4 separate regions of the Mus musculus genome follow, and regions 1, 2 and 3 are each linked to region 4. A link is a contact called in public HiChIP or PLAC-seq data. All regions are on one chromosome and are shown on one strand. Each heading gives the region's core, a stretch centred on a gene start, on an enhancer-like site or on the middle of the called end of the contact. The rest is flanking DNA. Distances are from core to core; before and after follow the strand shown.

What was found. HiChIP or PLAC-seq counts read pairs in DNA pulled down with a chosen protein or histone mark.
Region 1: an H3K4me3 HiChIP or PLAC-seq map of bone marrow-derived macrophages shows a contact between it and region 4, with 7 times the contacts expected there. The contact joins two enhancer-like sites. A contact is called at or near these places in 2 of 15 datasets of contacts at CTCF or cohesin (the NIH/3T3 cell line and large pre-B cells), 31 of 484 Hi-C or Micro-C datasets (B cells, the G1E-ER4 cell line, the HL-1 cell line and 20 more), 23 of 115 datasets of contacts at active chromatin or transcription factors (the NIH/3T3 cell line, T-cell acute lymphoblastic leukemia, VIP interneurons and 17 more) and 1 of 9 other capture datasets (embryonic stem cells).
Region 2: a RAD21 HiChIP or PLAC-seq map of pro-B cells shows a contact between it and region 4, with 7 times the contacts expected there. The contact joins two enhancer-like sites. A contact is called at or near these places in 2 of 15 datasets of contacts at CTCF or cohesin (large pre-B cells and pro-B cells), 2 of 484 Hi-C or Micro-C datasets (bone marrow-derived macrophages and granulosa cells), 21 of 115 datasets of contacts at active chromatin or transcription factors (the 230-238 cell line, bone marrow-derived macrophages, craniofacial prominence and 15 more) and 1 of 9 other capture datasets (embryonic stem cells).
Region 3: an H3K4me3 HiChIP or PLAC-seq map of bone marrow-derived macrophages shows a contact between it and region 4, with 5 times the contacts expected there. The contact joins two enhancer-like sites. A contact is called at or near these places in 1 of 15 datasets of contacts at CTCF or cohesin (large pre-B cells), 3 of 484 Hi-C or Micro-C datasets (bone marrow-derived macrophages, embryonic fibroblasts and forebrain) and 20 of 115 datasets of contacts at active chromatin or transcription factors (T-cell acute lymphoblastic leukemia, VIP interneurons, acute myeloid leukemia and 14 more).

Annotation. Positions count from the first base shown.
Region 1 is chr5:118,589,748-118,594,542 of GRCm38.p6, reverse strand. Med13l (mediator complex subunit 13-like) reads right to left here. Exons shown (of 31, transcript NM_172424.4): 2 at 973-1,210. Among named protein-coding and RNA genes, the nearest start is that of Med13l, 31 kb to the right of the region's middle. Within about 2 kb of position 2,517, at least 80 of the 459 cell types and tissues checked have an H3K27ac peak or open chromatin away from gene starts, as enhancers often do. A contact at or near this core is called in the HPC-7 cell line, Th2 cells, bone marrow-derived macrophages and 6 more, where this site is marked.
Region 2 is chr5:118,680,035-118,684,832 of GRCm38.p6, reverse strand. It overlaps Med13l (mediator complex subunit 13-like), which reads right to left. Exons shown (of 31, transcript NM_172424.4): 4 at 3,862-3,945. Among named protein-coding and RNA genes, the nearest start is that of Med13l, 120 kb to the right of the region's middle. Within about 2 kb of position 2,597, at least 5 of the 459 cell types and tissues checked have an H3K27ac peak or open chromatin away from gene starts, as enhancers often do. A contact at or near this core is called in pro-B cells, where this site is marked.
Region 3 is chr5:118,610,846-118,615,721 of GRCm38.p6, reverse strand. The region is part of intron 2 of Med13l (mediator complex subunit 13-like); the gene reads right to left. Among named protein-coding and RNA genes, the nearest start is that of Med13l, 53 kb to the right of the region's middle. Within about 2 kb of position 1,806, at least 135 of the 459 cell types and tissues checked have an H3K27ac peak or open chromatin away from gene starts, as enhancers often do. A contact at or near this core is called in bone marrow-derived macrophages, embryonic fibroblasts and stem cell-derived neural progenitor cells, where this site is marked.
Region 4 is chr5:118,329,948-118,334,903 of GRCm38.p6, reverse strand. No RefSeq gene overlaps it. Among named protein-coding and RNA genes, the nearest start is that of Gm46942, 27 kb to the left of the region's middle. Within about 2 kb of position 2,738, at least 134 of the 459 cell types and tissues checked have an H3K27ac peak or open chromatin away from gene starts, as enhancers often do. A contact at or near this core is called in the HPC-7 cell line, Th2 cells, bone marrow-derived macrophages and 7 more, where this site is marked.

The sequences.
Region 1 (4,795 bases), core at 1,268-3,767, 260 kb before region 4:
TGGCGAGAGGAATGGAAACTACTAATAATATTTTCTGCTACTGTAAATGTATGGTAAACATAAAAAATAGTTTAGACTAACAAATATTTTTGCATTAATTCAAAGTTTCCAGGTGTCAGATGCAAACTGAAGTCAAAATTTAGTTAATTAAAAGTTAGTATTTCTGGAATCAGTAAGAGAAATAAACTGAGATACTTTAAAGAAACTTATCTTTCCCGAAAACAGTATCCAAGGTTAATTTAAGATTTGTCCAGTAAAAGATGCATTAGATTTCTGCATTTTCAATTTGCCAACAAAGAGTTGAGCTGTTCACATAGCTGTCTTACTAGTTACTCACAACTCACTATTAATTTAAAAACAGGGGTGCCAGGCGGTGGTGGCGTACACCTTTAATCCCAGCACTCGGGAGGCAGAGACAGGCGGATTTCTGAGTTCAAGGCCAGCCTGGTCTACAAAGTGAGTTACAGGACAGCCAGGGATATATAGAGAAACCCTGTCTCGAAAAAGCCAAAACACAAAACAAAAACAAAAACAAAACAAAAAAGCAGGGTCAGAGCCTTGTCTCCTCCCAGACACTGCCCACTGGGTACACAGTACTCTAACAGTAATGATTTCAGAGGCCAGAAGGACAGGGTGGTGAACCCCTGTACCCCAGTTGGCAAGAGGCTGAGCCAGAAGGAGTGCTTCAAGTTTAAGGCTATATGTTGACTCTGTCTGTAAATGATAAAAGAATGGACTTAAGGTGATCTTACAAGGTTCTAATTTTCAGCATGACTAAGGAAGAACAAGAGAGTTTAAGGAAAGAGAAATGTGGGGGGCGGAGGTGGGGGAGTGAGGCTATTCTTCTGACAAACACACTGTCCACTGCCTGCTTGGGATCTGTTTTAAGCAACTCCTAAATATAAATTCCAAAATTTACAATTGTTCAAAAAACATATGCAAATATTTTTTAAAGAAAAACAAAATCCTTACCCTGCAGTTCATGATGTATTACTCCCACTAGGTTGGGTTCATCTCCCCACCAGAATATCCAGAGCTCTTTGCAATCTGGCTTGACATCACGACGCCATACACACAGCAGGTTGGCTTGCAGACAGCGGATGAAACTTAACAGGATTGGATCATCTTGGGCTGGGGCTGAAATTATGGGTCCACAGTCCCCGTGCCCTCCAAAATTGTACCTACGCCATTTGATTCCTGTGAGTTCAGCCTGGAAAACGACAAAAAATTTGCAATAGTTTTGATTTTTCCTTTTACTTACAGACCACTAAAAGCAAATTCCTATAGGAAGGGAAAGCTGATAAAATAGGCATTTGTATTAAACTTCACACCACAAGGTCTCTTCAAAGGAAGAGCACACATCAGAAGGCTGTCGGGACAAACATCATATTAAATACCAAAATGAAACAAGCTCGCAATCATTATGTGCTGCTGAAAAACTTTTATTCTCCTGACCATTTATTAGGTACCCATATTTTTAAATATTATCTTCAATTATTACTTGCTGTTCAGTTCACAAATTACACTTATTTTAAAACCAAATAAGGGCAAAGAGATTGATCAGTCAGCAGCTAAGAGCACCAGCGCTCTTGGAGGGGACCACAGTTGGATTCCCAGCATCACACAGTGGCTCACAACCCCTCTTAACTCTGACCCCAGAAGCCAGTGCCTTCTTCTTCATGTCTATGGGCACAGGACAGACCTGGTTAACACACATACATGCAAGTAAAACTCTTGTACATACTAAAAAAACTTTTAAATACTTTTATAAATAAATAAAACAAGTAAGATTTTAAAATAACTGTTGAGGCACAGTGGCCCACACCTTAAACCCCAGCACTCAGGAGGCAGGAACAGTGGATCTTCTGTGGGTTTGAGGCCAGCCTAGTCTATAAACCAAGTTTCAGGACATCTAGGGCTATGTAGAGGGACCATCTCAACAACAAAAGTCCAAGTTGATTGTTCCTAACACAAAAACGTGAAATTCACACTGCTTCTAAATCCACACTTGGAAGCACTTGAGCTCACTTCACATTAGGGATAGCAAGCCAGAGAAACATATGTCAACAGCCCTGAATCTGAAAATCCACCATCTGAAACATCTGGACCCCTTGTAGAAGACATTCTGAGGAATTCCCACTCCCTCACCCTGTGCCCCAACCTCAGCAGCCAGTTCAGGAGGTGGGAGTTTTCACCAGGGCAGCACAGCATGCTAAAAGGCTCCTCAGGAAGTAGCTGCTAACACAGCAGCCGGCAGCAGCCAAGGCACATTACACAGAGCCCTGCCTCCTTAGCACGGAACTTTAAACAAGCAAGCAGAGGCCGTGTGTTCTGTGCGCAGTTCACACACTTCTACTTTCGAATTTCCTGAAGCTTAGGTTGGATGAACTGGACAGAACATCACAAAGAGAGCGGGGCTCCTTACTTAGTAGCTACAAACTGGGACCATGTACTGGACCAGAGCAAAGCTGACTCACCACAGTCCTGTATCGAACAGCCCACGTGCCCCCATCCCTTCATTTCCTCTCCCACAAAGCCAGTCATTCTTATGGACAAATTCTTTAAAACAGAAGCACCACAGGGCAGAAAAGTAACCATCTGCAACCCAACCGGGACTAACTCCAAGTGCTTAAACAGCTGACACACAGCATACGTATGTGCGTGTATTTAAGACAGAGTCTCACTATGTAGCCCTAGCTGGCCTTGAACTTACTGTGTAAGCCAAGCTGGGCTCCAATTAAGCAAGCTGCACTTGCCTCCTAAGTACTGGGACTAAAGGTGCAGGATACCATGCCTGGCATATTTTCCTTAAGCAACAAGGTATCCCCAGTATTTACATAGCATCTACATTGCATCAGGCAAATGTAATCTTAAAGACCATCCTAGGTGCATGCAAATCCTGCGTTTCTATGCTGCCTGGGGATCTGAGGCGAGGCAAGGCAAACAATCCTGACAGGAGGACAGCTGGCCAGCTCTCTGAGCTCTCCCTGGCTGAGGAAGTGATTCCTTGGCGCTCCCCTCTTCTCACTGCCATGCCTACACTCTTGTCTAGTTTTCTGTTCAAGCCCCCATGTTTCTTCTAATAAAAGTAATATCTCTGTGCTTTAATCAGAAAGCCTAGCATTATTTTCTAAGTGTCAAAGGAGATAAAGTAAAAACAGAGTAGTTCGATTTGGAGAAGATACAGAGAACACTCATCACTTAAGCAAGAACACTGTCCTACGCCCAAGAACCCTGGGCGGGGGAGGGGAGGGGAGCACGGGCGCCAAAGACACAGGACAAATCACTATGACAGGGACCATGCTGTAAGTGTAGAAAACAAGGGCACAGTAGAGACCTGCACCCTGGCTGAGTCTGTCCCCAGGAAAGCAATGCACGGAGACACACGGAGACTCACTGGAGCACGTTCACCTGTAGTGCCCACCCTCGCAGCTGGGCAGGAAAATATCTGGATGACTCCAAACTGCTCTCTAGCCCCAGCTTCTGCGCTAACTTCCTGTGCCTGCTCTCAGTGGCAGAGGGAAGCCACTGTCACCTGCTGTGCTCTTCACAAAGCTGTCCATGCAACAGTGTGCTGTAAACTCCACACAGCACTGCCTGCCACAGGCTAACTAGTCAACCAAAGGAACTGGGAAACTTCCAATTATTTCAAAACATTCGGTTCCCTTACTTTAAAGCTAAAATTAAGTATTATAAAAGTCTACCTCGGTAAGCCTTGACACCTAACAGATGACTATGATAAAGCCAACATGGGGGGGGTGGGGGAAGTGAGGTGGGGGTTTCAATCTTGGCTCAGTGTCTAGTAAGGGCAAAGCTGAAGACCCAGCACCCTGTCCCAGCACAGCTGCTATCTCCTATGAGTGTGGAGCAACGGTCTTTGCTCACCTCCTCTCAGCCCCAGAGCAATGGAACAGGCCTTGCAAGAAACCTCAGAAATGAAACCAAGCAAGCCTGGGTCTAAAGTCAACACGGGCTCCTGATTACTGAGACACTAAAACTCTCCAACCCCTCTTTATTTTTTTAGTCTTTCATTTATTTACTGTATAGAAGTGCTCAGGGTGGGAGTCAGCTCTCTCTACTATGTGGGTACAAGGGATTGACCTAGGTTCTCACCTCATCAGAAAGCCCTTTCACCTGCTGAGCCATCTCACTGGCCCTGTTTCCCCCATTTCTGACAAATGCCTAACTCTAACACTCGAGCTTTTCTTTTCAAAGTCTTGAACCAGCCCTGAACCTAGTGGCACAAGTGCAGCCCTAGAGATGCAGGTCGCCTAAAGGCCCAGACCTGCCGAGCAGAGACCTGGGAATAGTGCAGGGGCAGAAAGCTCTCTGAGCATGGGTGGCTGGCCACAGGTTCAATCCCTTACTCTCCAAGTCTTTGTTTTTGTTTTTTTGTTTTTGGAACAAACCTTTAAGCATTTTGATATTCAAATTATCCTAGAGCTATATTTATGTTAAAAGAATAAACAAATGCATAATTTCAGGTTAGTTCTAAAATATAAAACCAAAAAGGTAGAGTTTACTCTTCAAGGAGCAAAGGTGGTCCTCCCATGTGAGCAGCTCCAGCACTTGGCACTGAGAGCCTGACTCCACTGGGCCCTTGAATTCTTCCCCCTGCCTCAGACCTTCCAGCCACGTAGCTCAAGAAGTTCAGATTCCTCACAGTTAAATAAGTCATCCCGAATCATAAACCTGACAAGCGACAGGTCCCAAACATAGCTACATTGAAGCCACAAATGAATCTGAAACATAAATTCTTTCCACTCTGCCATGCTCCTTCATGGGGCTAATGTTA
Region 2 (4,798 bases), core at 1,348-3,847, 350 kb before region 4:
AGCTGGAGTTATCACAGAGAAAAGAGCTTCAGTTGAGGAAATGCCTCCATGAGATACAACTGTGGGGCATTTTCTCAATTAGTGATCAAGGGGGAAAGGTCCCTTGTGGTTGGGACCATCTCTGGGCTGGTAGTCTTGGTTCTATAAGAGAGCAGGCTGAGCAAGTCAGTAAAGAACATCCCTCCATGGCCACTGCATCAGCTCCTGCTTCCTGACCTGCTTGAGTTCCAGTCCTGACTTCCTTGGTGATGAACAGCAATGTGGAAGTGTAAGCTGAATAAACCCTTTCCTCCCCAACTGCTTCTTGGTCATGGTGTTTGCGCAGGAAGAGAAACTCTGACTAAGACAAACTGGTACCAGCATAGTAGGGTATTCCTGTGACAACCTGATCATATTTTGAGAAGGATTGTGGAAGGACTTTGGAACTTTGGGCCAGAAGATCCATTTGCTGTTAAGAACTCTGTGAGATATTGTGTAGGAGCTTGAAAGATAATGTTGAGAACCGTGCAGAAGATGGAGGCCTGGCTTGTGAAATTTCAGAGGGAAAATTAAAGACTCTTTTCAGAGCCATTGCTGTTTTGATTGTGAAGATTCTGTGGTTCTGGTTAGCTGGGGCTGAAGAATAAGCTGTGATTAACAAGATACCAGAACTACTAAAGCAAAAACTTTGCATTACTGGGACTATTGATGCTGGTTAGCTGGAGCTAAGAAATTAGTGGTGATTAAGAAGAGACCAGCATCACTGAGGTGACATCTTCTGGGAAGTGTTTTCTGAGAGCACAGAGGCTGTGTTCCAGAGATAGCCAAGGTTGTACCTTGTGCTGTGGTTGGACTTAGTAATGTATAAGAGTTAGCCAGGTGGTACTGGTTTTGAAGGCATGAAGGAGTCACGCAGAGCAGCTGAGGCTCAGCACTGTGAGAGGCCATGGGAAGCCAATGGTGAAGGTGCAGCCTCAGTTGCAATTGACGGCCCAGGACTGAAGGGGTCATGCAGTGTTTTGGAGATGCCAGTACCATGAGATGACCACCAAGAGCAGCAGCAATGGACTACAGGCAGCTGGAGCATAGAAGACAACGTGTGTGCTACAAAGGTCAGAGTTGGAGAAGTGACCCAAGCCCTTAGAGGAGCTCAGAAGATTGTGAGTGGATCCCAGATACTGGACAGTGGGAGTTTAATTTTTGCTTTTGATTGTGACTGTACCCTGATATTTTTCCCTCTTGAAGGAAGAAAATATTTTAGTGGACCCCACAGTTAAGAGACTTTTAATTGTAAAGACTTTGGATTTTAAGAGAGACTGAAATTTTAAGAATTTGTAAAGACTGTGGGACTTTTAAAGTTATTTAGATCTTGGGAATGAATAAGAAACTAAGGGTTGAGGCTTACCAGTGATGTGTTTGTGTGTCAAGTTGACAAGGGGTCAATTGTACTGGCTAGTTTTGTGTCTACTTGACACAGCTGGAGTTATCACCGAGAAAGGAGCTTCAGTTGAGGAAATGCCTCCATGAGATCCAACTGTAAGGCATTTTCTCAATTAGTGATCAAGGGGGAAAGGCCCCTTGTGGGTGGGACCATCTCTGGGTTGGCAGTCTTGGTTCTATAAGAGAGCAGGCTGAGCAAGCCAGGGGAAGCAAGCCAGTAAGGAACATCCCTCCATGGCTTCTGCATTAGCTCCTGCTTTCTGACCTGTTTGAGTTCCAGTCCTGACTTCCTTGGTGATGAACAGCAATGTGGAAGTGTAAGCTGAATAAACCCTTTCCTCCCCAACTGCTTCTTGGTCATGATGTTTGTGCAGGAATAGAAACCCTGACTAAGACAGGTTTTAATTAAACTTTTACTATAATTGTACAAATAAAAAACCAAATATAAGCTTAATTTTTTTCTAAGCAAGAGTGTTAGATAACTGATTACTAGAAACTGATTTACTTTGAATGTGTCATAATAAAATTATTCCATTTACAATTCATAATCTAGGTTATAGAGGCACATGGTTGCCTATAACTAAAAATTATAAATATAAATAATAACCTTTACTCTCACTTTTTTTAGCTATGCTAGAAAATTAATTTAAACTTACCTAATTTTCTATTTAAAATGAAAGCAATGTTCCTTCTCTTTTGACAGAGACTCTGGGGAGTTGTTTTATAAAAAGCACCCATTAAATACACGTGTAAGTGAAAGAACAGTATTTAAAACACAAGCCATCAATTCCTTAGGCACACCGGGTCTGACCTGTAGGAAGCCCCTGTGTACTGAGGCTCTGAGAAGTGAGGAGTAGAAACAGCCTTAAAATTTTTATTTTAAAATTTATTTATTTATTTTGTATATGAGTGCACTGTAGCTGACTTCAGACACACCAGAAGAGGGCCCTGGATCCCATGACAGATGGTTGTGAGCTACCATGTGGTTGCTGGGAACTGAACTCAGGACCTCTGGAAGAGCAGTCAGTGCTCTTACCCGCAGAGCTGTCTCTCTAGCCCTACTTTTGATGTTTCAAATGCTCACATACCTCAGCACAAACGACTGTACTAAGGAGATCTAAACAGAGAGCAGCATGTGAGCATCCAGATGTGACTAAGCTGCACGCTGAGCGGTCACCAGCCCTCAGGAAGCATGCTTCAGCTGTGCCTCCACCTTCCAGCCGACATTTCCCCCAAGGGGCTGGACTCACTGTTGTGAAAGCTAGCCAAGCATGGGGGTGTCACCTGTGTTGTGGCTACAGCTCCCATACTGCCCACTCTGTCCCTAAAGTTTCTTCTTCATCATCTGACAGTAGGTACCACTGCTGATGTCACCCCTGGCCTCTCTCCAGATACGGCCTTGAGAAGTGACATCAAACCCCAGGGTGGTGGATGAGAGACCCTACCATGCTGTCTGTCTGGTGCTGGGACCTGATGTCTCCTCAGAGTCCTGCCAGGCCCTTAAGAACCCTTGAGTGAAGGCTACACCCCAGCAATCCACCAGTGTTCTTCTGACCCCCAGTCTGGGACCTTCCAACAACCACTTTACTAAATTGAGATACACTAGGGGAAGCTACTGACGGACTCTTTAACACCATGACTGAAGCCTTGCCAGCCTTGACAGTAGCGTCACCCTAAGACTCCCGCCTATAGCCAGCAGCTAAATCCCTGCCCTAGGGCACCTAGACAATTAAACAGGACCGAGGTGCTGTGTCCCCCATATGGAGCTCAGTGGGAATGGGCAATAAGTTCTATGCTTCATACCTAGTGTACAAAAAAAGAAAAAGAATAATTTGGAGGGGGGGTAGAGGTGAAGTGCATGTTGTTTTGTGAAAATTAAACACTCTTTATCAATCTATTATAACTAGACTATGGTCAGCAGTAAGAAATGTTAAATTGAGTCATTTTGTTTTGGTTTCATTGATCTAGAAGTCCATGCCTATTTAGCAGCAAAGTTCATATCCACTGCAAATGTGGACCATAGCAACCGTCCATGGTCACACAGTTCACGGTCTGCTTTTGACAGTCACCAAGCTATATGCACTCATCTATGGAAAGGAGCACCTGGTGGCGCTATACACATTTTCACCATTTAATTTAATTTAATAATTTTAAGTTATGCCGAATAACAGTGTAAGGAAGAAAAGTGAGGGAGAATAACAGAAAGGCCACACTAGTGTCTCAACTCCAAACCATGTAGTGAAGAGGACTTCAGACACAGCCTCACTGCTGAGCGCAGGGCTCTCTCATCACATTACCCAAGCACAAGCATGCAGTACGCGATGGCACCGTGGCCCGAGACCAACAGCCACAGATAACAGATACGCCAGCCCTGCCACCCAAGTGCAGAGGCAGCTGCGGCCACGGCTGAGGAGGGAGGCACCAGGCACCCTGAAGACTGACCTTTTGTTGACTGGCTTTTCATCCTTGTCATAGGGCCGCACAAACCACTTCCCGATCCGCACGAAGTTCTTATCCATTAGGCACCTACAATAAGCACATCAGGAGTTACCTTCACAGACGCGGTAACAGTTAGCTTAGCACTCTGTCAACAACCCAGATGAGAAGCACCGGAGGACACACAGGCAGTGCCAGATCCACTGTTAGAGTGCTTCCTTATACTGAGACAACTCAGAACTCTGGGCATGGATTCCCAATGCCCCCGGGGTGTGGGGGGTAAGCAAGGAAGAGAAACAGTTGGGAGAGTTTCCCAAACTCTGGGAATTAAGTCACGGGTCTGTATTACAGGCGTTCCTCTATCATCAAGGTCAGAATGCAGGAAACTTAAGGACTCTTCTTCCTGCATGCTGGGCTTGGAGTTTTCTTGTGATAAGTGATCAATTCTTTAGCAAGAACGCCAATAACAAAACTTTGGCAGAGTTCATCATCTGCCTTGATGCTTTCTTTCTGAGGGCACAAAACCACCATCCAGGAAAATGAAGGCTGGACAGCACTCTTCCCAGTAAGGAGTGTGTGCTGCACTCGCTTCTGTCTCCATGGCGTTTGGGCTGTGTGCTCTGCTGTCACGTCCCAGGCATTCTCTTGAGGACAGGTTAGTCATAAGTGAACCCATCACAGAGAACAGCAACAGTGCAGACAACTAACCAAGTTCATTCATGTGCAGGCAGGTGACGACTCCACCACAGCCGTCACCTGTACAATGTGGGTGAGGCCGCAGAGCACCAACAAGTACCCTTGATCTTAAATAATACGAATGTAAAAGAAAATGGACTTTCTGAATGAGATGGAGCACAACGGTCTCTCAATGTCAGTCAATGAAACAACCCACGGTTTGAAGGAAAGTTGTCCAAATGCGGTGTGGAATTCTTTTGTACAAGGG
Region 3 (4,876 bases), core at 557-3,056, 280 kb before region 4:
TGTGTTAAAGATAAATGTAAGCAAGCTTAACGTCTACTTGGTCAATTTTTAAAATAATCAAAAGAAAGCTCGAAACCAAATGTATGCACAAACGTAGAAATAGCAGAAATGAAACCCCCAGTTAGTCTTCGTAAGCATATGTCAAAAGGGCAACAGAACCGGCCACTTTCTCCATGCACAGCTCCTGTCTCTGACCCTGGAGACCTTATCTAGGAACCTGGGATGTAGAAGGGACAAGAGTTCTTCAAAGGTCACAGCTGCCCTAGAGAGGTAAAAAGATCGAGACTCTGCATCTCTAGGGGCCATGACAACAACTTAAGAAACCTCAGTCTTCAGACAAATAAGCAACATATTTCTATTCTTCAGTGCCAAGAGGGTGCTTTTACGTATTGATTTAAAGCAGTGCCTCTTCTCAGCGTGACTGCTAGCTACAGGCTCGGCTTTAAGCATAAACACCACAGGTCTTCACAGTAGTTTGTTGTTTTAAAAGTCACTTAAAATACAGCACCTAATTATTTTCAGTATTTCTACCAAAACGCTCTCAAGAATGCTACCTAAATGCCTTGTTAAATCTAGTCAAGATGAAGAGGTAAAAGCAAGAGAGAAGGGCTGGAGAGATGGCTCAGCAGTTACCAACATTGGCTGCTCCTCCAGAGCACCCAAGGTTCAATTCCCAGCACCTACAACTCTCTACCTGTAACTCTCTTTCCAGAGGATCTGACACCTCATGCACATGTACAGTAGGCAAAAAAAAAAAAAAAAAAAAAAAAAAAGGTAGAAATTTTTCAGAAAAACATAGTTCCTAAAACCCAGTTCCTTACAATCTCCCAACACCAACCCTCTTCCCTGGAGGTGGAAGTCAGGGAAGCCCTGGGAAGACCCAGGGTACCACAACTGAGGCTCCTGAGGGGGAAGAATGAGAGCCAGGAGCTGCCAAGAGCGCACAGCAGAAAGGCAGGAAGTGAGGAGTGCAAAACATCAACAAGCTCTTTAGCCTTTGAACTATCTGAAAAGCTCAAGTGTCTGGAATAGAGGAAGTAGGAGTATTACCGGGGCTTCCTTTCCATCAAGCTCAAAGAAAGACAGTTGACAAACAAGAAATGGAAAAAGTCTCAGAAGTACCTGAAAATACCATGTTTAGTAGTCCTAAAATATAAAACCCCCTGGCTGAAGCTGTCTGCAGAGGTACTTAATACAAAGCCACCTGCCCGGCCGTCCAAATGACCTCTGCAGTGTCTCAGCCTTAGTGCAGAATGGTAACTCAGTGCCCTGTCAGAACCAACTGCACAGAAGGAACGCTTTCCATCCTTGAGCAGTGGCCTGCCCAGGCTCCCTCCCTCCATCACACTGAGCTCAGTGGGCAGAGGCAGAGCAGCCTCTCTCCAAGAGCACCGGGAGCACCACGTGCTGCCCAGCTATCTGTAACTGCCAGCAGCCCCGGGCTCCTTGCCATAAAGACTCCATCTCTTTGTCCATTCTTCAGCCCTTAGCACAGGCCCTATTCCATTTCCACCAGAGGGATGCTCTTCTGGGACAAAAAAAAAAAAAAAAAAAGGAGCTTTAACTGCTTCAAAAACAGCTCTTAGCAGCCGCCGCTGGCTGGAGTTAGAGAGCAACCTTGGGGGTGTTTAATGTAAGGAGTCTAACACTTTAAATTGGCATTTACCACGCAGAAATCCACCCTCTTTTACAGAAAGCCTAAAAACATTATCATGCTCACATGAAAATACTCACAGACACCTCTGAAAGCACGAGTCACACACATAACAAACAGCCTGCTGCCTGACCTGGCACCTGGCAAGGGACCAAAACAGGACCAGTATGGCAGTCACTCTTCTTCCCAGGAACCTAACAAAGTTTTACTCACTGTAGAGGGTGAGCAAGTGTGTGTGTGTGTGTGTGTGTGTGTGTGTGTGTGTGTCTCCTTGGGTCTGCACTGTAGCATCACAGCCTGGCCTCAACCTCACAGGATTTACAGCACACCCCATGTCTGCCTCCCTGGGCCCAGCTTCTCTTTGAAGGTGCTGAGGTCTGCTCTCACAGACCTTCTGTCACCCAGGATAAACTGCTGGGCCCATCACTGCACACCGAGGCTACTCACAGGGGAGAGGGGGAGTGTGAATTAGGAAGTATCAAGAACATCAGATACTGTTGACATTACTTAGGGCTTAACACGTATCTCTGGGTTCCCACCACCTTGCGTGCCCAACAGCTCCTCCACACCAACAGGACTTCGCAGGGCAGGGCTCACGAGGAGCCTTCAGCTGCAGCTCCTAACCCCTGTCCTACACACAGCATGGAAAGCCTGGAGAGTAACGCTGTGCAGGGCTAGCTCAGGAAGGGAGCAGTGAGTCACGGCGTGGCTTTGGATAATACGGGTAGAGGCAAGAAGGAGCCTAGGAAAGCTAAGTCACAGTCAGTGAGAGGGAGGGAAACCACAGGAAGCTGAAGCTTAGTCCTTAACGTCTACATCCACACCCATCCCATGGGGGACACACCTAGAAACACAAAAAGTCATCTAACTCCTGCTTAGGTCTGGGGGTGAGTCTACTACGCCTTGGTCTGGCACTCTCTTCTCTGTGTTCCTTCTCTCTGTGGAAGGATCCACTGGCCACCAGTGAGTCACTGTATCCATCCCCTGCCCCCTCCTGCGTCGGTCGGAGGTGTTTACAGCAGTGGACTGGCTCTTGTTCTACAGCACTAACCAGAGAACCTTGCTACTATGGGCAGGAAAAGCAACTTTAATTTTAATAGAACAAGCCTACCCTCGGCCATTTCTGCTTAAGAAAATGGGCAGAAGGGTTGCTATGCGTGAGAACATCAGGCATCTACCTTCTGCCCACGCCCTCATCTGCAAGAAGCAGCAGACACCCTGTCCTGCTTGAAGTAATGGGGAAGAAGACACAGACAACACACGGTTAAGGGCTGGAGAGATGGCTCACAGACTTGAAGCTGAAAGTACTTGATGCTCTTGCAAAGGACCTGGGTTTAGTTCCCAGCACTCACATAGTAGGTCACTGCCATCTGAGTTGCAGTTTCAGGGAAGCCAAAGCCTTCTGGCCTGCATGGGCACCAGGCATGGACATGCACACAGACATACAAGAGGAGCGCTCGTGGAATGCCACTTGTCCTTTGGCTCCTTTGTCTTTTCTTTTTTTCTCCTTTCGTGTCCTTCTCAGACCAGGAAAATGGCATATTGGCTGACTCTCAGTATTTCTAAAGCACTTTTCTACTTTAAATTAAAAACAATTTAGGGGTTAAATACAGCAGCAGATTCCTTTAAATAATTCCAACACTTGGGAGATGGGGGCAGGAGGATCAAGGCCAGTCTCAGCTACAGAGTAAGTTCCAGACCAGCCTGGACTACATAACACTCTGTCTGAAAATGTGCGGTGGAGGTTGGGGGCTCGGAGGATGGGACACAAAATGCCTTAACCAGTAAAGATGGTTGCCATCAAGCAGGCCTCACACTTGACTTCAGTCCCCAGGACCCACATGGTGGGAGGGGAAAACTGACGCTGCAGGTTGTCCTTTGGCTTCTCAATAAGAGAAGGCACCAGAGTAACAAGCAGTTACCACACAAAAGTGAGTCTGTGTGAATCACACGTTCAAAGAAAGCAACCACCACCACCACCACCACCACCACCACCACCACCACCACCACGAAGCATGAGTTGCTTTAAGCACCACAGAATGGCTAAAATAGGTGAGCCAGAGAGTTACTCTTTATTTTAAGGCTCTGATTCCACATCAGACCAGCTCTGCAGAGACCTGCACTGAGGAGCTATCTCACTGCTGTTTAAAAAACACCAAAGCTAGCCTTAAGCCGCAGGTGAGCCTCCAAGACCTAGAAGTGCAATGGAGAGACAGCTCAAGAGAGCTAGAGTGCACTGAACATGTGAGCCCTACCCCACACCCGCTGCCGTGCAGAAGCCTCCAGACTACAATACAACAAAATCATCATACAAAGTTTAGCAATCACGCGTGTCAAATAAAAAACTGGCAATAGCCAAGGACCCCTAAAATGGATGTCTCTTTGATTTGAAAAAGAATTAATGGTTAAGTGGAAATAATTAAAATAGATGTAGTAACGGAGGAATAATAAAGTGCATCACGTGGAGCAACACTAGGAGAGATTTACCAGTGACCAACTGATCTGTAAACATACGCGCTGTGTGGATGGAAAGGACAGCATTGAGAGCCTGGGTGCCGTCATCAGCACACGCAACAGTGGATGCAGCACCCATGCATGGGTCTGTCTTCTGGGCTGCGGTTAGGGCTTTCTGGCAACTTAAATGGATGAATGGCATAAAAAGTCAGAGATGTTTATCTATACTACTTCTAACGAGCCTTTCTCGGGAAATAAACCATGTGATAAGAAAATGAATTACAAAAGTAATTATGTAAAGGAAAAGGCTGTGCACTATTATCAAACTGCATAAAAAAGTTACGGCATCAAAATAATGTGTCTTACCCTATTTATAAGACATAAATTCTAAACATCCGAAGTTTGAGAAACTGAGCAGATGCTGCTGCCCGCGCCATCTAATCAATTCTGTTGTAGTCCTAGAGGACAATGCAGCCATCTGATGGGTTCAGCATCAACTGCGTGAGCCAACAACGCACACAACAGCATTCTACAGAAATAATCAGTAGTTTAAAGCAGGGCATGTGCAAAATTCCTGAAATAACACATCCATAATTCACTGCCAAACTCAGATCCATTCAGAATCCGCAGAGGCAGGAGCATTGTTACAGCTCTGAAATCCATATTCAGTGAGGCTGTGTTCACAAAGTTTCATTTCAACTTCAAGGAAATAGATTACCAGAAAGGCTAAGTACTGACTCTGAGTATCTAAAATCTAACAAAGGCATC
Region 4 (4,956 bases), core at 1,489-3,988:
TAAGAGGGTAGGTGGGGGCCCTCAGGGCTACCTGAATTCACAGGACCTTGAGCCTAAGAACCAAGATATCTCTGGAGAGCAGGATTGCTCTGCCAGTACTGTGTACGATTTGAAGCATTTCCTACAGACCCCAAACTCCTGGCTTCTTGCATGTGCGCATGCACACATCTGTGCGCTTACATAAGGAGGCCAAAGAACAATTTCAGGTGTTACCCCCTTAAGTGACATCCACTTTTTGCAAGACTGTCGCTCCCTGGCTTGTACCAAGTAGGTTAGGTTAAACTACTTCAGCGTGTCCCTGAGATCCAGCTGTCTCCTCTCCGCTAGCGCTAGACTTATGAGTGTGCCCCACCACCGCAGGCTTTTTTTTTTTTTTAAACATGGGCTCTTGGGGCTTGAACTCAAGTCCTAGTGTTTGTAACTGACTGAGCCATCTCCGCAGATCCTGGCTTTCCACAAATCTATCAACATCTTCCAAGAAGCTGGAGCTGAGCCAGAGCCTCTGTCACTCCCAGACACCTCCCTTTTCATGTGTCTGACCTTCCAGACTCTCATGGTTTGAATATGCTTGGGCCAGGAAGCAGCACTATTAGAAGGTATGACCCTGTTAGAATGGGTGTGGCCTTGTGAAGTGGGTGTGCCCTGTTGGAGGAGGCGTGGCCTTGTTGGAGTGGGTTTGGCCTTGTTGGAGTAGGTGTGTCATAGAGGGCATGGGCTTTAAGATCCTCATCCTTCCTGCCTAGAAGCCAGTCTTCTCCTAGCAACCTTCAGACAAAGATGTAGAACTCTTAGCTCCTCCTGCACCATGCCTGCGTGGATGCTACCATGCCCCTGCCTTGATGATAATGGACTGAACCTCTGAACCTGTAAGCCAGCCCCAATTAAATGTTGTCCTTATAAGACTTGCCTTGGTCATGGTGTCTGTTCACAACAGTAAAACACTCCCTAAGACACAGACCTTTGAATCAGTAGTTCCTTGTGTCCACCACATACTGCTCTTGGGCAAATGAGGAAACTGAGGCCTGGAAACTGAGGTCATGCAGCTGAGTTGTGGCCCCTACAGTCCCTACAACCTCTATCCCAGCTAGGAGCCCAATTTATAGCTGCTTCCTTCTTTATGTGGTGCCAACTAAACTTCTGGCTTGGCTCTCCTGGTGAGAAAACATGATTCTCTATATTTGTAAGGCTGGTGGGCAACAGACACATATCCACATGAGGTAAAGGTGTGTTTCCACAAATCTTGGTGCTCTGAGTCACCAAGCTGGCCTTTACTTTAGACTTATTTTCGTGTTTGCCTGCATGTATGGTGTGTGCACATGTGTGCAGTGCCCACAGAGGGCAGAAGAGGGTGACAGTTCCCTAAAATTGAAGCCGTATATTGTTGTAAGGTGTCATGTGGGTGTGGGATCTGAATTCGGGTCCTCTGGAAGACTAGAGAGTGCTCTTAATCTCTGAGATATCACACACACACACACACACACACACACACACACACACACACTGCCATGACTTTTTTTTAAGCTAGTATCTTATTATGTAGACCAAGCTGGCCTTGAACTCACCATCCTCTTCCTCAGCTTCCCATGTGCTAGGATTACAAGTGTCTGCCACTAGGCCCAGCCAAGCTACCCTGCATGTATATCCAGCCACTGCTGGCATAAGGCATGGTAACCCTACAGTCCATGTTTGCTTATAGAGGCAGAGCACTGCAGCTCAGGTGCCTAGCATGGAAGGAGCCCGGGATTTGTTGTTGGCACCGGGATGGGTGGTATACATCTGTTCCCAAAGAGGAACCAAGCAGGCAAGCAAACAGACAAACAAAAACTAACCGTGGTGTCGCACACCTTTAATCTCAGCACTGCAGTTTAGAGGCGGAGGCAGGAGGATCTCTGAGTGCCAGACCAGACAGGGCTACATAGTTTTCTCAAAAGGAAACAAAAAACAAAAACGAAAAACAACAAAACCCTTCAAAATAATAATTTAAATGCATGAATGCATAAATTGGCACTTTGTCAAGGTCAAATGGGCACTAAGCACTTCGCTGTCTAGCAGAAGCTCTGGGCTTCTTCACCAGTGTGTACAACAGACACTAAGCCACTGTCTCTAGGTAACAGGGACTTTCTACTCTGTCATCTTGCAGGACACTGTCATATATGCCTGTATTAGATGAGCAAAGGTGTTTTTGTGTAAGTTACCTTCCCTTCAATGCTTCCAGCCCTGTGGTGGCCTATGTGGACAACCTGTTGGCTCTCAACAACAGAAGATAGACTTGCTTACCTCCTCCGGAGGTACCCAAGACCCTGCTATAAGTAATCTGTGAGCATCACTCCTGGCGTGGCAGGGTTTACCGTTCACCAGTTATCTACACAGGAAACTGACATTCACAGACATTAAATGCCCATCGCAGGTCACATGGCTCAACGACAACTTGATTTACAGCCCCCACCCCTAGCCCCCACCCTGTCTGGCTGCCCCGGAGCCTATGATGAAGTGATTCCAATAGCGGAAAGTCATGTCACCTCTGTGCCCCAAATAACCAGGCCTGGGCTTGAGACCAAGCATCTCCCTCCGCAGCCACAGTGACCGCAGCAGCTCCCTCAGACGGCCACCTTCACCTCTTTTATTTTATTGTTTTCCCTCGTTTTATTGCCTTGGCACAAGGCCGACGGCAGAGGGTAGGCAGAGATCAGAGTCCGCCTCTCCTCTGGAAATGACTTCGGAGTTCAGCCCGCCCTCCTCCCAGTGTTTGGAACCTAACGTTCTGGAAAGTGGATCGCAGGACGGATCGCTGCCGCCACCGCCGCCGCTGCTGCTGCTGCTGCCGCCGGCGGCTTCCGCCACCGGATCTCACTTAAGGGCACAAAAGCTGGGAAATTTCAGAGCCAGTCTGGCCCAGAGGGTGGAGAAGAGGACCTGAGCTCTTGAGCCAGCCTTCAAAAGAGTCTCCCTGGCTGCAGGGAATACGGAGACCACCCGCCGGCCAGCCTGCTCCACTGCAAACAGGAAACCCCAGAGTTTATAGATGACCCCGTTACAAGGCAAATGTTTTGGAACAAATTGTTCATTTAAGTCCTTGTTTTCCACTAGCTTCTCATACTGGATTCCCCCCCCCTCCCCTTTTCCTCCAGCCCACTGTCCTTGTTAAACCAGGGCCGTGGCGCCACCTGCTGCCCATCCTGTGATGACAGTAGCGTCTCCAGTGGGATTCCGGGGCCCTGGGTCCCTCTCCCCACCTCTCAGATGGATGGGACGATAGTCCCCCTCATCCTGGCCCCCGGATTTGTGGTTAAGATCATGAGCCAAGTCGCTGGAGAAGTGCTCTGTGGCTAGGTGACCTGAGACTCCCTGTCCCCATTATTCATCCTCAGGGACAGCAGGGCTCCCACGTGCAGAAAAGACAAACCAGATGGTATCACCAGGCAAAGCCCGGGCTTGGTTTCCCCGCAGGCAGCCACACCAGCATCAGCTAACCACGTGACTCCGCGGCCTCCATTTCTTTCGGATTCCACAGTAGCCCCTAAGGCAGGTGGGATGGAAGGTCGCGCGTGGGCCTGGCGGGCAGTACACGCTCTTTCTGCATGTCCACTTGCCCAGTCTAGACCTCGTGGAAGTGATATATTTATCGCCACAGAATGAACAGGAGCCCCAAGTGTCTGGAGATGTACGTCAGCTGATAGAGCACTTACCCAACATGCATGAAGTCCTGGGTTCGATTCCCGAATGTCATATAAACAGGGCATAGCGGAAACATACCTATCTTCCTAGCACTGGGAGGTAGAGGCAGGAGGATCAGAAGTTCAACTTTACATAGCTTGATGTCAGTCTGGTCTCAAAGAAGGAAGATACAAAGAATAGAAGCCACAAGAGTTCTGGGCCTGCAGCCTGACATCAGCTCCCCCCCCCCCCCGCCCCTCCCGCTCCCCAAACCTCGGGCAAATTGTCTTCCCCCCCCCCCAAGCCTCAGTTTCCCACGGTGTGTAAAGAGGCAGTAATAGTCACTAGATCTCAAGAGGTTGAACCGCGGGGCTTAGAGACAATCTGTGCTTGTCATTCTTCCTGAAGGGGAAAGAGCAATTAGCAAATGGTTTGAGGAGGGGCCAGTGAAGGAGCAAGTTCACATCCAGGAGTGGGTTAGTGAGAATTCAGTCACCAACTGGGCCTTCTCTGCCTCACCCAGATACTTTGTTTTACTCCTTGTGGAGGAGCTCTGACTGGCACCTCGGTTTATCTATCTGTCCGATGGGCACAGCGTCTGTCCATTCGACCTGCTTCTTAGAAACGTAACAGGAATCTATCCAGTGATTTATATGAAACTGTTTAGGGATTTTTTTTTTTAAAGAATAAAAGAAAGGAAGATGGAAGGGCAGGAGAGAGGAAGGGAGGAAATATTTTTCTTCATTTAGGGTATCTCCATGTTCCTGATTGCTTTGCTGTCATGCTCCAGAGGAACTGAGGACTACCTGAGACAAGCTGGATTCCTCTTGACACAAACTAGGAATCATAGCCCACACCAGCATCAGTACCAGGGACATCTGACAACGCAAAGGCTGAAGCAGTTAAACTCTTTGCTCCCAGTGAAAGTTCCGAGCGCATCCATGACATAGGTCCCCGAGCTAATGCGGGGGACATAAGAGAGTGCAAAGAGGAGGTCAAGTTATTGAGGAAGGGGTCATTACAGGAGAGAAGAGGGCCAAATGGTATCAGGACACTGCTCTAGGCCCAACTCAGAAACTGTGGGGAGGAGTTTGTCTTGGTCCTGGGAGTCCTGGGGAGCCACAGAGGACTGGTAATCAAAGGAGGAGCCTACCCAGAAAAAGAATCCAGACAGCAGCTCGAGGGGTAGAGCTTAACGAGGGCCACAGGGCAATTTAGGGTGACCCAGTACATCTGTTGGTCCTAGATCACATGCTTTCTTGGATCATGGGATCTTCAGGTTTCAACTCCCAAGGTCCTGGA